Regions from separate parts of the Mus musculus genome. Here region 2 is linked to region 1. A link is a contact called in public Hi-C data. All regions are on one chromosome and are shown on one strand. Each heading gives the region's core, a stretch centred on a gene start, on an enhancer-like site or on the middle of the called end of the contact. The rest is flanking DNA. Distances are from core to core; before and after follow the strand shown. Region 1 has its middle 46 kb from the start of BB123696. Region 2 has its middle 8.7 kb from the start of BB123696.

Region 1 (6,895 bases), core at 2,889-5,388:
TCTGTCCGGTGCCAGAGAAAGAGAGTGCTGAGATCAGTAGCTGGGCCAAAGCTATACTTCCCGGAGTTGAGATACTCATGTGCCCATATTATAGTGTTCCTTCAGGTGCTGCAGGATCATCTACTGCCATCTTGGAATAGAGATGTCTTTGGCCGGATAGTCACATCAAGGAAGTGATGAGCAGTACATTGCTACAGAGGTATCAAGATCTTCAACAACGGTAATGGAGTTGATGACACTCCACAGGAAGAGGGTAGGGTAGGGTCACAGGACATCAAGGGAGTAGGGGGTAACTGTTCAGCTATTCCTTCCTACAGCAGCCCCCACCCCTGCTACAACAGAGCTCGGGAGATACTAGAATATATAAAACAGTAGATTAACTAGACATGGGACATGATGTCACGGCGTCTGTGAGCCATCGTTCATGATGAGGTAGGACTTTATGGTAATGCAGTTGTTGTATCCCATCCCCTTCCTCTCCAACCCCATAACCCCTCCTGTGGTGCTCTGTAAGGAAGCCAAATAAACTCATTGGTTCACCAAGTTAGCCTTGAGCAGAACTTGTTTGTTCTATATGGGGTGAATAAGTGTTTGCTTATGTCTCCCCAGGAAAAGTCAGAGAACATCATGCGGACCCCACCTGGGTCTTTCTTCACAGTGTCTGTCAAGCACCCTCCCAACGTTCCCCCCTCTCCCCGTACATCCTCATGGAGGGCGGTGGCTGCTTGAGTCCTAGATCCCTTAGTTGTATTTGCCAGATGTTTTGCTGTCGCTGTTGCTGTTATTGGTGTTTTATTTTCTGGAGAGTCGGGGTTCTATTATTCTGTGTGCAGGCCCCATCCAGACAGGGTTCACGTGCCCCAGGCATGAGCACAGTTTGTGAATCACTGATTTCCAAGAGACTGGGAGAGAGGGGATGCACCCTCTATCCTCTAGAACTGACAGTCTAATTATTCTTCGCATGATCCCTTCGCAGCTTGTCCCAACAGACTCCAAACTCATCCTCGCTCACCCACAAGTATGCATTCATTAGAGACGTGAATGGTATTCCTTGCGAAGACAAAGCAAGATGCTGTTCTCAGGAAACAAGAACCCAGACTCAACTCTGAAATGATACCCGGGGCCGTGAGAAGCAGTTGGTAGAGCACTGGTCCAGCGTGCACAAAGCCACGGGTTTGAGGCTCAGCTCTACATTTACTGAGTATGATGGTACACATCTCTAATCTCAGCACTCAGGACATGGGGGCAGACAGAGCAGAAGCACAAGGCTACACGGTGAGTTCAAGGCCAGCCTGGGATTTTTTTTCAATTTTTTTATTAGATATTTTCTTCATTTACTTTACAAATGCTTTCCCGAAAGTCCCCTAAACCGCCCCCCTGCTCCCCCAGCCTGGGATTTTATGAGACCCTGTCCCTTTATAACTCTCAAAGTGACTGTCACTTTGGGAGTTTCCACAATGAAAGCAGAAGACAAAGCAAGCATTGCCTATCCACCTCCGCATGCCCCTTCCTCATTCTTGAGGGACCTCAGACTTGCTCCCGGGGCAGAGAGCACCAACCAGAGATCACGGTGGACCTGGATCTGCTCCTCCCGGTGACACTGGAGTGACCCCTCCCCCACATACTGTTTCCCCTCTGCAAAAACCCAATTACTATTAATCCCAACACTGCAGAAAGCAAAAGAGCTGTGTTTGCAGCTTCCTGGTAGAGCCCTTGCCTAACACCCTGGGTTGGATCAATTAAAAATCAGTCGTTGACCTCTTTCACACGGATCCAGTTCAAATCAGCCCCTGCTTCCCAGTGGGGAACTCCCTTGCTGTCCTGCTGTCCCTGTTAGAATCAGAGGCACACACCCAGACTGGACTCAACCCCTCTTGGTTCTCACCTCCCGGCTGCCTCCTCTATTCAAATCATGGGGCTGGATGTAGCACATGGTTTACTTAGGAGACAATGCCTCATCCCACAGAGGGGAGAGTCCATGTCCAGCTTTTTATGGAGCCTTTGGAAGCCGCTATATACCTGTTCTTCAAACACTCGGGTTCCCCGTCCCACCCTGAGCCATTTATCTACACACATCTGCAGCTGGAAGCCTCCTGGAAGGGCTCATGGACCTAATTCCGAATATCCCACTGCCCCAGAACAGGTTAAACTCCTGGCTTCATGCTGCCACCATCAGGGTTAACTTGCTTCTGGTAAAACACCTCAGTGGGTCACTCTGCTGAGGACCACAGTGCACCTGCCTCTGACAACCTGGACAAACTAACTTCTACCCACCTGCTGTATAATAACCACCACTGCCATCTCGGCCAATATGACCTCCCAGGTGTCCCATACAAATGTGAAAGAATCTATCCCAGGTGGACAGGGGTTGCCTTTGGTCTGTTGTACTCTGGCTACTGCTCCAAGCTTACTTCCAGTCTGTGGTCAATGCCAGGCCTCTGCTGGCCTTGCAAAAGACACGTTCCTGTAGTCTGAAGGTCTGGCCCTTAGGCCTGAAGGGAGGAGCATCTATTCCATCTAACCCCAAAGAAGGCAGACCTGGCGCCCCTGCCCATACAAAGTCACCGAGGCATCACACATTGAACCTGCAGTGAGCTATGTGTTACCTGTTTTAAAGTACCTACCTAAGAGGGGCGGCCAAAGGCATGCCTTCCTTTTCTGCTTCCATCTTGGGGTATGAGGTCTCCTGCTAAGGTGTTCTCTGCCTCTTCCAAAGCATGGCCGCCCCTCCTCTCCCACCTGACCTCAAGTGTAGCTGAAGATGTCCGAGGCAGCAGTGACAGAGAGAGGCATAGCAGCGTGCTGTCACCCAGGGCAGCCTATGGACACCCCTTAATCTTTTAGGGGCCTCAACTCCAAGCCAAGGTTCCATGCTACTGTCTTCACCCATGAATAGGATTCCAGTGGCTTTGAATCTGCTGTCTGTAGAGGATGTCTGGGAAACCTGACAGGGCTCAGCTGAGAGGGCCCAAGATCACAGAATTACAGAGAGGTAGGATATCTCAGTCTAGTGACTTCCAAAACACACCCAGGGGGAGAGGCCCTGCCCAGGCCGCCAACATTCAGACCCAGAACCTACCTTATTGCTACCTTATCAGTACCTGAAGATGTCTCTGTACCAAAGATCGCTTGTGTTGGCAACCTTCATGGTAAATACTGATTGTGTTGGAATTGTGTGTCCAGCTGGAGAGGGATCCCCCAGTGGATTTTATCCCTACAAGTATCCCTACAGGTTTTCACATCTTTCTGTCCTGCATCATGGGCACCTTGGGTCTCTCAGGAGTAAAGGTGGCTGGACTTCCTGATGGCCTCTGTCTGTCCGCACCTGCTATTCCTGCAGGCTCACCTCAGTTCCCCTGTTGTTTATCTCTGTCTCAGGGACTGATTCCCTTCTGTGAAGTTCTCTTTCAGACTGGAAAGCCACCCAGAATCCACTCCAGCCCCACTGCCCTTCCCTCCCCGAGGTCAGATTGCACTTTTGAGAATATTGTGGGTCATCTTTCTACTGTCTGATACAGGATTAATCCCTGTCTCCGGTTTACAACGGTCCCTCTCCAATCCCAGCCCATGCCTGTACAAGAACAATGTCAAGTCTGCCCATAACTTAAGTTTTTAAGGATTCCATCCCACACTGATCCGTGTGTGGATAATTATCAGCAGGGCCACAGGAAGGCTGTTGTCTTTTTGCCCCACACCAGGGGCTAGCAGGTCCCGGTCTCAGCCCACATAGGTATTTTGCCTGGCTGCCTCTATCTACCTCTAGGGAAGCTCTCTAGGAAGAGGCCTGTTAATAATTTACCCAGGATGCACTGCAGACCGGCAGGTGGCTGTAAGCGGCAACAAATGTCAGCCATGTGCCCTGAAGGCACAACTGCCTGCCAGGCAGAACTCCCTACCAAACAGCACGGACCTGGGGCCAGTCCACAGGAGTGTGCATGTGAGAGTTCTAACTTCCTGGCTGATGCTCATGGGGCATACTTTGCTCCCAAGGCTGTCCTCCAGCTCAGTAGGCCCGGGAATGTCTCTTAAGTCCTGTCATCCTGTCCTTTTCAGTTCTTTCCTTAGGCAGAGCCCTCTCTAAGTAGTAACAGCATCCTTCTTCCAGCTTTGCACTCATTTCAGAAACGGACACTAGGGGGCAGTCATCAGACATAGCACAGGCCACAGCTGGAGTCCTTTCTTTTTTGACTAGGGCACCGGGGTGACAACACTGAACATGAGCCCTTTACCACAGCCAGTAGGTTCTGTTGCCTGTTGCTGGCAGTCTTGATTCAAGCCAGGCTGGGAGAGAGCTTCCCACTCACGGGTCCCATCCCAGGCTCAGGGTTCACAGCCGCAGAGGGGAGTTAAGTGGGTTTAGGCAAACACACACAACTTGATTTCCACGTTGTCTTCTTCTGGCTCCTATGGGATGCAGCAAAAGAATGGTGTCTGGTTTCAGGGCCATAAAATGGTCCAGCTTAGGCTAACCCTGAGGAGGTAGGCAGGTTGTTTACTGAGGAGCCTCTTGGGCATTCTCTGAGGATGTCACTGGTAATCCACCTTCCCACACAGACGCAATGGCCCAGGACAGTGCTGCGGACATTGAGGGCCAGAACATTCAAGAATAGGACACAAGTCCTACAGAATGGCAAGTTAAAGAGAGACCTCCAATGAGGTTCAAAGGCAGCCTAGTGACATAGCCACTGGGTGACTGACTGCCTCCAGTCTGGTAGTTAGGACTTTCAGAAGCAGAGGACACTTGTGGAGAGAACAGTTAAGGATCCTACGACTGGGAATGGGGGTGAGGGTGGGGTATGGAAATGGCCCCTGAGGAGAGGGACCATGGCCAAATGATTCAAGGCTATGATCCCATATACATCATATACATACACAGGCCTAAGTCTCTAAAGGCAGAACTCTCCACAGGGTGACCAGGTTCTAATTATCATGCAGTCCCTGGGATGTCACCCTTGGTCCCCACTTCACTGCCTGCTCCTCAGACTGGAAAGTGCTGTCCCATTGAAGTCTGGCCAAGTTGGAAACATTCTCAAACCTCAGGCCCAGGTCACAGAAGCAGAGCGTGCTGACGGAGATGTGCGTTCGTGGCTATAGGAACACATGTCCTGTTTGCGGGTGTGGAGTGCCACTGTTGTGAATATATGTGCTGTGGGGCTGTGGGTATGTGTGCATACCTGATGTATGTGCAGGTAGTGAGTGGACCTGTCAGGGCTGTGACTGCCTGTGATGTGTATGTGCACGTGTGAGCTGTGTGTGCCTACAGGGTATAGTCACGGTCGTGAGTGAGTGGGTATATGTGTGGGGGTAAATTATGAGAGAGTGTACCTGCGAGTGTCTTCATGTACATGCGGCTGGCATGTGAGTATGTAGGCAGCAGCATATGAAAATAGGTACAGGCAAGGCTTCTGAGTTGGTAGTCTGGATGGGCTGCTGGTGTCATCGAATGCAGGCTGAAGATCCAGCCTGTGCACACCCAAGTGCAAGACAGGTGTGTCTTGCTTGTTGTCAAGCTGTGTCTTCTTCTTGTCCCTTTCCTCTGCTTCCTGCTGGAGTCAACACATCTGCTCCACAGAACCAGCAGCTCAGCTCCCTGTAACAAGACACACCTTCCTCCCCAGGACTTTGCAGAGCCACAGGAGAACCTGGCCTTATATGAGGGCCAAGGCTCAGGTCTGATGAGACAAAGCCAACACACACATACACATCATACACATATACATACAAATCACACATATACACATCACACATTCACATCATACACACACATACACATCATACACACACATACACATCATACATGCACACACATACACACACATATCCATCATACACATACATACCATACTCATCATTTACATACATGAACACATCATATACACATGTACACATTATACATACCCACATCATACACAAACACATACTCATCCACATACAAATACGCATCACACACACATCATAAGCACACACATACACACCCACATCTCTGAAAACCATGCCCACATACATGCACTCATACACTGCATACTCTTCTACCCACTCACATGCATGTTACACACAGACATCTCAGACATATGTTCATATTCCATGTACCATACACACACAGGACCACAGCACACACACACATGCCACTCCTCAATGTGATACCGAAGCTCCAAGGCCTTTCCTCATCTCCTCCTTGCTGGTCAATAAGATGCCTCCTCTGCCTTCAAGGAGGTAAGACAACACTACGGCTGGACTACCAATTTATGTCCAGCATCCAGCAGGGCAGGTTGCTTTTTGTTTATGGCACTACAGTACCCACCATGGGCCATAGACCCAAGGAAGGGATAAGGTTGCTGGGGTCACTGGTCTCACACCTCTGCCACAGGACAAACTCATTGTGGCCTGCCTACACATCACTGTGCACACATCCATTGGTTGGCTTTATATGTCACTCCTGATGGGCAGTGGAAGTATAAGCTCCACAAGGTCCTACAGGTGACACCATAATCACCACTCAGAGGGGCAGATGGTGTTAGGGGTTTCTCCAGCCAGAGGACAAGTGCATCCTGAATGTCCCAGAAAGTCATGTCCAAAGCTAGCATCTCTGTGGTCCAGGTCTTGCCTAAGAGACTTGCTACAAAGAAGATGAAGCCAGAAAGTTTAAGAGAGTGTACATGGAAGCGTACATGCATGCATGTCCGTGTGTTTGTGTGTGTGTGTGTGTGTGTGTGTGTGTGTGTGTGAGAGAGAGAGAGAGAGAGAGAGAGAGAGAGAGAGAGAGAGAGAGAGAGAGAGAGAGGAGAGAGCATTGCCAGGGAAACCAAGGCTTAAGTTCCTTTTAAACCATTGTCACCTTTGGTTTAGTTTGGTTTTTTTCTTTCGAGTCTCAGGTAGCCCAGGCTGGCCTTGAACA
Region 2 (6,895 bases), core at 1,926-4,425, 53 kb after region 1:
AAGCAAGGAGCAGAGTCTCTGAGCCAGTTGGGAGAGGGAGTGGAACTCCTGGGCCCTGCCTGGGTGCAGTACCCAATAGGCCCCAGCAGTGGCAACTCTCCAGAAGCTAGTGGCACTGGTGATCGACTCAAACCTCAGCCTCACTGGGCTCTAGAGTGCCCTGTCTACATCAACGTGTTATTTCTCATGATCTTTCTCCATTCTGTAGCAACCTAAGATCCTTCAAAACAGCGCATCACGGTGCTGATGACAAGGGCTTTAGGAATCCATAACAGAACAAATCTGAAACGTCCTCAGTTCAATTCCAAACGCTAAGGGCAGAGAGAAGGGAATGTGACGCTCGTTTTGGTCAACTTGTCACAACCTAAAATCACCTCAGAAGAATCATCTAGCTAAGGTTAGCCTTGTAGTCTGTGAGGGACTGTCCCCACTGTTCATGGATGTAAGAAGACCTGTCCTTTGTGCAAGACACCATTCCCCAAGTTTGTGGTCCTGGATAGCACAAGAAGAAAAAGCTAGCTGAGAAGAAGCAAGCAGCCACCCAGGATCCACTTGTTTCTCTGCACTCTTGTCTATGCGTACGATGGGACAGGGCCTTGCTTGAGTTCCTGCCTTAACTTCCCTTGATGAGAGACAGTGGACAAACCCTTTCCTCCTCTAAGGTGCTTTTGGTCAGGATGTTTTATCACAGCAACAGAACTGAAAGCAGAACCAGGAGACTCATCAGTTAACAGCTAAAGGGCCAAACCAACAAGGAGCTATTCCGCATTCCTGAACATGTGTCAAAAACCTACTAGCCACCACTGTACTCTTCTTAGGAAGACTTTCCCAGACCAGCCTTCTGATACAAGCACATCTGGGAGCTATGCTCCTATCCCATAGTATTCCCAACGGCATTTCTCTGCTCCTCCGGACCCACCCAGAGCCCATGTAGATGCGGTGTCAGTTTGTTTTCCTTCCCCAATTTTTCATATTAAAAAAATGGCCTTAGCCATATTACATCCATAAGGCATCCTTCCCACACCTAGCTAGCTTTGTCTGGAATTGTAGAGCTACCCAAGGACCTGGTACTTAGTACGCTGGCATCTGTATTGTTCAACAACACCCTTTATTTAAGAAGGAAAGATGGGAGACACACTCTTTGGCACCCTGGGCTCAAGATTTGGAAGGTTAGCTACACAGCAGTGGCTCTGAGCAAGCTCAGTTTGTGTCATAAGGCTCTGGCTGGAAGTACAGGAGGGGGCCACTCTGAAGCTGTTAACGCAGTTCTCTCTAAAGGTGCCTGGCTGGCTGACCAGCTAACACTTTCATTGTCATTTCATGGGCACAGTGAGGAGTTGTGGTGGCCCCTTGACCCATGTGCCATCTTAGTCAGTTCTGGTGAGTGGGCTTTGCCTATCACAGTTTCCACTGAGTGACCAACACCTGGCCTATGTTGAAGGCTCTAACACAGAAAAATCTCTCCTTTAATCCAGTGGCCCTCTGGCTCCTTGGGACCTCTGCTTTGGCTGTCCCATGACAGAGTGCCCCATACAGCTGATTCAAACTTATGTCATTCCTGAGCCCTCTTTGTGCAAGAAATTTATATATGACCTGTATATGTGCTTATATATACAAAGTAAACATTTGCTGAGAAAAAAATCACTAAAAATTACTTTAAAACTAATTTCTATACATGTAAATTTTGACCTATGTAGCCATGGGCTTTTGCCCTTTTAACAGGGCCAGGCACGAGTTCCATTTCATATGCCGAGCCTTAGATTGAATCAGAAAGCAAGTGGTTACCTGTGTGGCATCTGTGCCACCATTGCACCTATGTCAGCAGCCATTGTGACAGGATCATGGGTAGGTGAAATGATCCTTTCTCTCCTCCTGTGGCACACACTGTACCTTCCAGTACCAGGAGAGGTAGCCAGTTGGACAAAGGTCCCAGCTGAACACCAGCTTGTCTATTCCATCTTCTGTGACTCAAGCATGTGGCCACTTCATGCAGTAGGGTCTTAAGGTCAAATTCTGGAGGGTAGGCAAGAGTGTGAGCCTGTACTTGCTGCGGGTGAGGGAATGGTCTGTGAGACCCAACTCCTGACAGAGTGTTTGCAATCACTGAGCTCAGCCATAAGACAAAACTATGGGGCTATGCCCATAGTTTAAGAAGTTGGAGTCTAGAGGCATGGTTCCAACATCTGTCAAACTACCTGATCACACTATTTTCAGTCCTTCTATGGTTTAGATCAACTTCAGTCCAGACATTTCAATACTAAGGCATGTTGTATTATTCTAAGGTACCTGACAACCACGAACCCCTCCACTGAAGTGTATACATACCCCTTCTTGAGGTGACTACATCTTGATCAAGGTCACAAATTCTCATGGAAGATGATCATGTGCTGCCCCGAGATGCTGTAAAGTCTACAGTCCATCTTCTCTATATATTTATTTCTTCCTACCCCTCCCCAGTCAAGGAGCAGAACGTACAGTATTAGACCCTGGAAGGAGGGGCTGGAAGAAGTTCCTCTTTCCTGACTTGGAGGAAGAAGGCTAGGTAGCTGAGGACCCAGCCAAGAAGCAGTGAGTCTTACTGACTCTTTTACAGCACTCCTGCAAAGTCCGAACAGAAATCATGATCCAGGTGACAGACACCACCTGAGGCATGTCAACAGGAAGGAGGTGGCAGCTATGTACGTTCAGGACAGAAGGTGACATGGGAGGTTCTGCTAAGAGCTGGAGGAAGAAAGAAATCTCAGGCGAGAAGAAAAGCCAGCTAGCCCTGAAACAAAAGGCAATTCCCCAATAACCCAAAGGAGGGGAGGCCATCAGAAACGCTCTCTGCCCCCTTAAGTGAACGCATCTTGGCACTGCTTGCTCCCTAAGTGGAAAGAAATGCCCTTTTAGAGGCAGCGATTTGCTTAGAAAAATATTCCTTTCAAATGTCTTACGATTACTGACACTCTCCTTAGACCTTGGCAGTGGCCTCCTGTGTGTTTGCATGAGAATATAAATGTCTAAAGATAATGTACTCAAAATACACTCCTGGAAAAGCGGATGGCCCTGGAATCAGGAGGCTCTTCCATCTTTATGCCATCTCTATCCACCACTTCAGGGGCCTGACTGTTCTCTTAGCTCTCGTTCCTTCCCACCCTCCCTCCTTTCTTCTCCCTCTTCCCTCCCCCCTTCCCCTAGCTGGGCAGCCATCCAGATGATTCATAGTATATTCTAGCTAAATTCAGCACAAAAGCCATCTAAAGCATCGGAAGATCAAAGTTACATCAGCGAACAGGCACTGGGGAATTGACAAGCAGCTAAAATTAGGACATTGCGGAGCCGTGGCCTTTGACGGATGGAGTGAAATTTAGCCTCTGGTTCGCTATTTAAAGATTGGTGACAGCACCCTTTTCTGTAGCCACAGCAAGCACACAACACAAGTATTCGGGTCTGATTAAGTGTTTAATCATCTCTGGCCCACGGCTGGCTGCGGCAGATGGACGGACTCCTAAGAAGTTGGGCCTTCATTCCCACACCGAGTCTCTCCAGCCCAACTGGTCCCTCCAGGCACACTCTGTAAAGCTATTTTAATCACTTTTACAAGCATTCCTGCCATCACACAGTTCAGCCTCCAAATCCTGACCCAGCACAAGGGTTTCCAGATTCATCATCAACTTAATTAAAACAAACAGATCCAAACAGCTGCCAAACCAATTCGTCAACTGTCCTACTGGCCTCTTTTCTTTTTCTGGTTCCTTCCGGTTTAAATGCAGTCCTCCTCACAGATGGCAGGTGTCCTCCTCTTTGGGTGTACCTTTGTTTTATGGCCATTGTCACCTCCCAGAGACACACTGGCTTCTGGAAGGACAATGTGGGAGCCCAAGATGACCATGATAACTCTAAGAGCCAAGCAGAGAACACTTCCAGGAAGGCAGTCAGCAGCTGCCTTGTCAACTTTGAACTGACCCCACCCTTGTTATTGATCCTTAGGGCCAAGGACAATGGTTTCAAAACAACTTGCATAACTTTCCTCCCTTTCCCTCTGAAACACTGGCCTGCCTCTGTCTCCTCAAGCCTGACCTTGTGGTACCTTGGCACACATTCCAGATGTCCGTGTGCCACCCTCTCCTGTTCTTCCTTGGGTGGCCTGTTTGCTGATTGGCTAACTTGGTTTAGGGTGGCTGTGGCCGCCTGCCTGGCCAGCAGTGACCAGCTCTGCTTCAGTCACCTCTGTGGCCAAGTTTTACTTTGTGAAGCCCCGAAGGGTCAGTGTGAGCTGCTCAGACAGAGGCAAGATGGGAAAATGGGAGAGAGTACAAATGGGGTGTCAGGCTCTCCAACAGCTACCTGATAGCTCTGAGAACCTGTACCCCAAGAGAGTAGAGGAAGAAAGGGAAATTGGGGTGGAAGGTCTAGACCATTCAAGGGGCACTGTAGTAAGTGCACCTTACACAGGATACAAAGAAGTCCTTGGTGGGCTAAAATGGAGAAAGCTGGGCATGAGCTGGGGAAAGAATAAAGGCCAAGATAACCTTGAGGTAGAAGCCAGCTGCTGGTCATGCCCCTGTTTTAAGAAAGGAACTACCTTAGGGTTACTATTGCTGTGATAAGAAATAAAAGTTTAGACAGAAAGGGTTTATTTGGTTTCTACTTCCATATCATAGCCCATCACTGAAGGAAGTCAGGACAGGTACTTATAGGGCAGGAACCTGGAGGCAGGAGCTGATGCAAAGGCCATGGAGGGGTGCTGCTTACTGGATTGCTCCCCATGGGACACTCAGCCTGCTTTCTTACAGAACCCAGGGCCACCAGCCCAGGGTGCCACCACCACCCACAATGGGCTGGAACTTCCCACAATTATTACTAATAAGAAAATGCCCCACAGGCTTGCCTACAGCCTGGTCTTATGGAAGCCTTTTCTTAATTGAGGCCCCCATCTCTCAGATGACTTTAGCTTGTGTCAGGTTAACACAAAAGCAGTCAGTACAAGAACTGTTTAAAGCTCTAGGGAAAGCCAGAGCATGTATGTAGCTTGGGTACTGTGGCACAGCACCTGAATTCAGGCAGGAATGACTCCAGAGAACCTCCAGGAGAGATGCTCCACATGCCCAGGTTTACAGGACAATGCAGGGACACCATCTGAAATATGAGGACAGGGGCCAAAGAAGAAAGACCATCCATTAGGTCACCTGCCTGAAGGGACACAGGCTCCCCAGGCAGACTTTCCAGCCCAGGCCACCAGTCACTGGAATCAGCTCTAGAAGGCATCAGAGAAGTCCCTGCTTCCCCACTTGCAAACAGAGTAAGAGGGAATGGCTTTCTGTGTAAACTAATAAATACCCTCTGCTTAGGCCGCCATTATGATGGCCAAGCTCCTGCAGGGAGTAACCCAGAGTGTGTCCACCAATGAGAGAAGAGGAGGGAAGGCTAGTGTCCTTTACTGGTCTTCTGTGGCATGTACCTACCGTGGGATGCCAGACCTATGGGCAGGATGAGCCTCTTAGGCCTCTCAGCAGATTCCGGGGGCCTGGGTGTTCACTGAGGTAGAGATGAGAGGCATAGGGGGAGCAATGCTTCTGGGTTCTCCACACACGACCACCACATTTGACCTCCAGAATCCAAACTTGAGGAGCACAAGAACAGCAATGGTGCGGCCATTATCCCAGGAGCCCTGTGCGGTAAGGGCAGGAGCGAAGGCCCCACAAGGGAGCCTATAACGCCCTCAGGCCCTGAGCATTTCATGGGAGAGTTACGGGCAAATGGGAATGCGTTTCAAACTTTAGGAGGGTGGGCCTCATTTTCTCCTGAAGAGATGACAGCGACTCACGACAGCGGGACCAGGACATCTTAGCAGCATCATAAAACCTGTGTGTCTTTCCTTCCTGAGACGTGGCAAAGCTTTTAGTCCTGGCGCCATTGCCTTTAAAAGCTTTATGAGGCGCATGAAGGAAAAGCTGTGATTGCAAACCCTGCTCTGTGGGTCTTACAGGAGAATGTGAGGAAGCAGCCAACTTCCTTTCCCTGCCTTATCCCTGTGACCATGTTCTCAGTAATAAGAAAAAACAAAAGACTGCAGGTGACTCTGTGTCTCTGGGTTCAGCAAGTGAGGATTCAACCAACCCCAAGCTGAAGATATTCAGAGAAATATTTGCCACCAGATGGCCTTTCTAGAGACATTTTCCTCATCGCTACTTGAACGCTACCATGATAACGACACCACAGCTCGTGCACTGTCCATATATGGAGATCTACAGATGACTAAGGTGTGAAAGGCTACCCAGAGGTTATGTCCAAATACAACAGCCATTTTGACAGATTTTAAAATTAATTCAATGTGCAAACATATGGGGTGCCAGGCAGTAACTGGGTACCTGTGCGGTGTAGTAGGATCAGCATGGTGACCATTTGTATGTCTTTAAGCACTTTTTTTTTTTTTAATGAATGCTGACAGCTGTATATTCAGGGCTCGGGGTGAGAGCTAAATTGTTTATACCTTGCTCATACTCCCTGCTGGAGTCGCTTATGTCTCTGTCTCCTTACTGTCTTTACAGCTTCTGAGCTCTCTTCTCCGAGTCACACTGCGTGCCAGTCTTTTTATACAAGGCCTCTTGCAGCCATCCTCCCAGGGACCATCTATGCTGTGCTCTATAAGGCTCCTCCACACACGCTCATTTTTACCTGTGGCTCTGTTGCACAGCCCACCCCGTTTCCATTCTTCATTCCTTCCATTTGGTACGGCCTCCTCTTGGAGCTTGCTCTGCAGGACTCCTGTAGTGGCTTCGTGACAAGCCCTGAGGCCATTTGTGTTCTCTTCCACCTGAGAAGTCTCTTATCTCCATACCTTGCTTCTAGGGCCTTCCTTTGGGAGTTTCGTTTCCCCATCACCCACTCGGTTCCTGTCATCGATTCACAG

Evidence for each region. Hi-C and Micro-C count contacts between places; a contact is called where the count stands out from the background.
Region 2: a contact with region 1 is called in a Hi-C map of muscle stem cells, with 3 times the contacts expected there. The contact joins two enhancer-like sites. A contact is called at or near these places in 22 of 484 Hi-C or Micro-C datasets (the C2C12 cell line, the CH12 cell line, Th2 cells and 12 more), 1 of 115 datasets of contacts at active chromatin or transcription factors (embryonic fibroblasts) and 2 of 9 other capture datasets (embryonic stem cells and liver).

The regions. Positions count from the first base shown.
Region 1 is chr13:52,708,018-52,714,912 of GRCm38.p6, forward strand. No RefSeq gene overlaps it. Among named protein-coding and RNA genes, the nearest start is that of BB123696, 46 kb to the right of the region's middle. Within about 2 kb of position 4,139, at least 53 of the 459 cell types and tissues checked have an H3K27ac peak or open chromatin away from gene starts, as enhancers often do. A contact at or near this core is called in bone marrow-derived macrophages, brown adipocytes, muscle stem cells and 1 more, where this site is marked.
Region 2 is chr13:52,762,461-52,769,355 of GRCm38.p6, forward strand. No RefSeq gene overlaps it. Among named protein-coding and RNA genes, the nearest start is that of BB123696, 8.7 kb to the left of the region's middle. Within about 2 kb of position 3,176, at least 110 of the 459 cell types and tissues checked have an H3K27ac peak or open chromatin away from gene starts, as enhancers often do. A contact at or near this core is called in bone marrow-derived macrophages, brown adipocytes, muscle stem cells and 1 more, where this site is marked.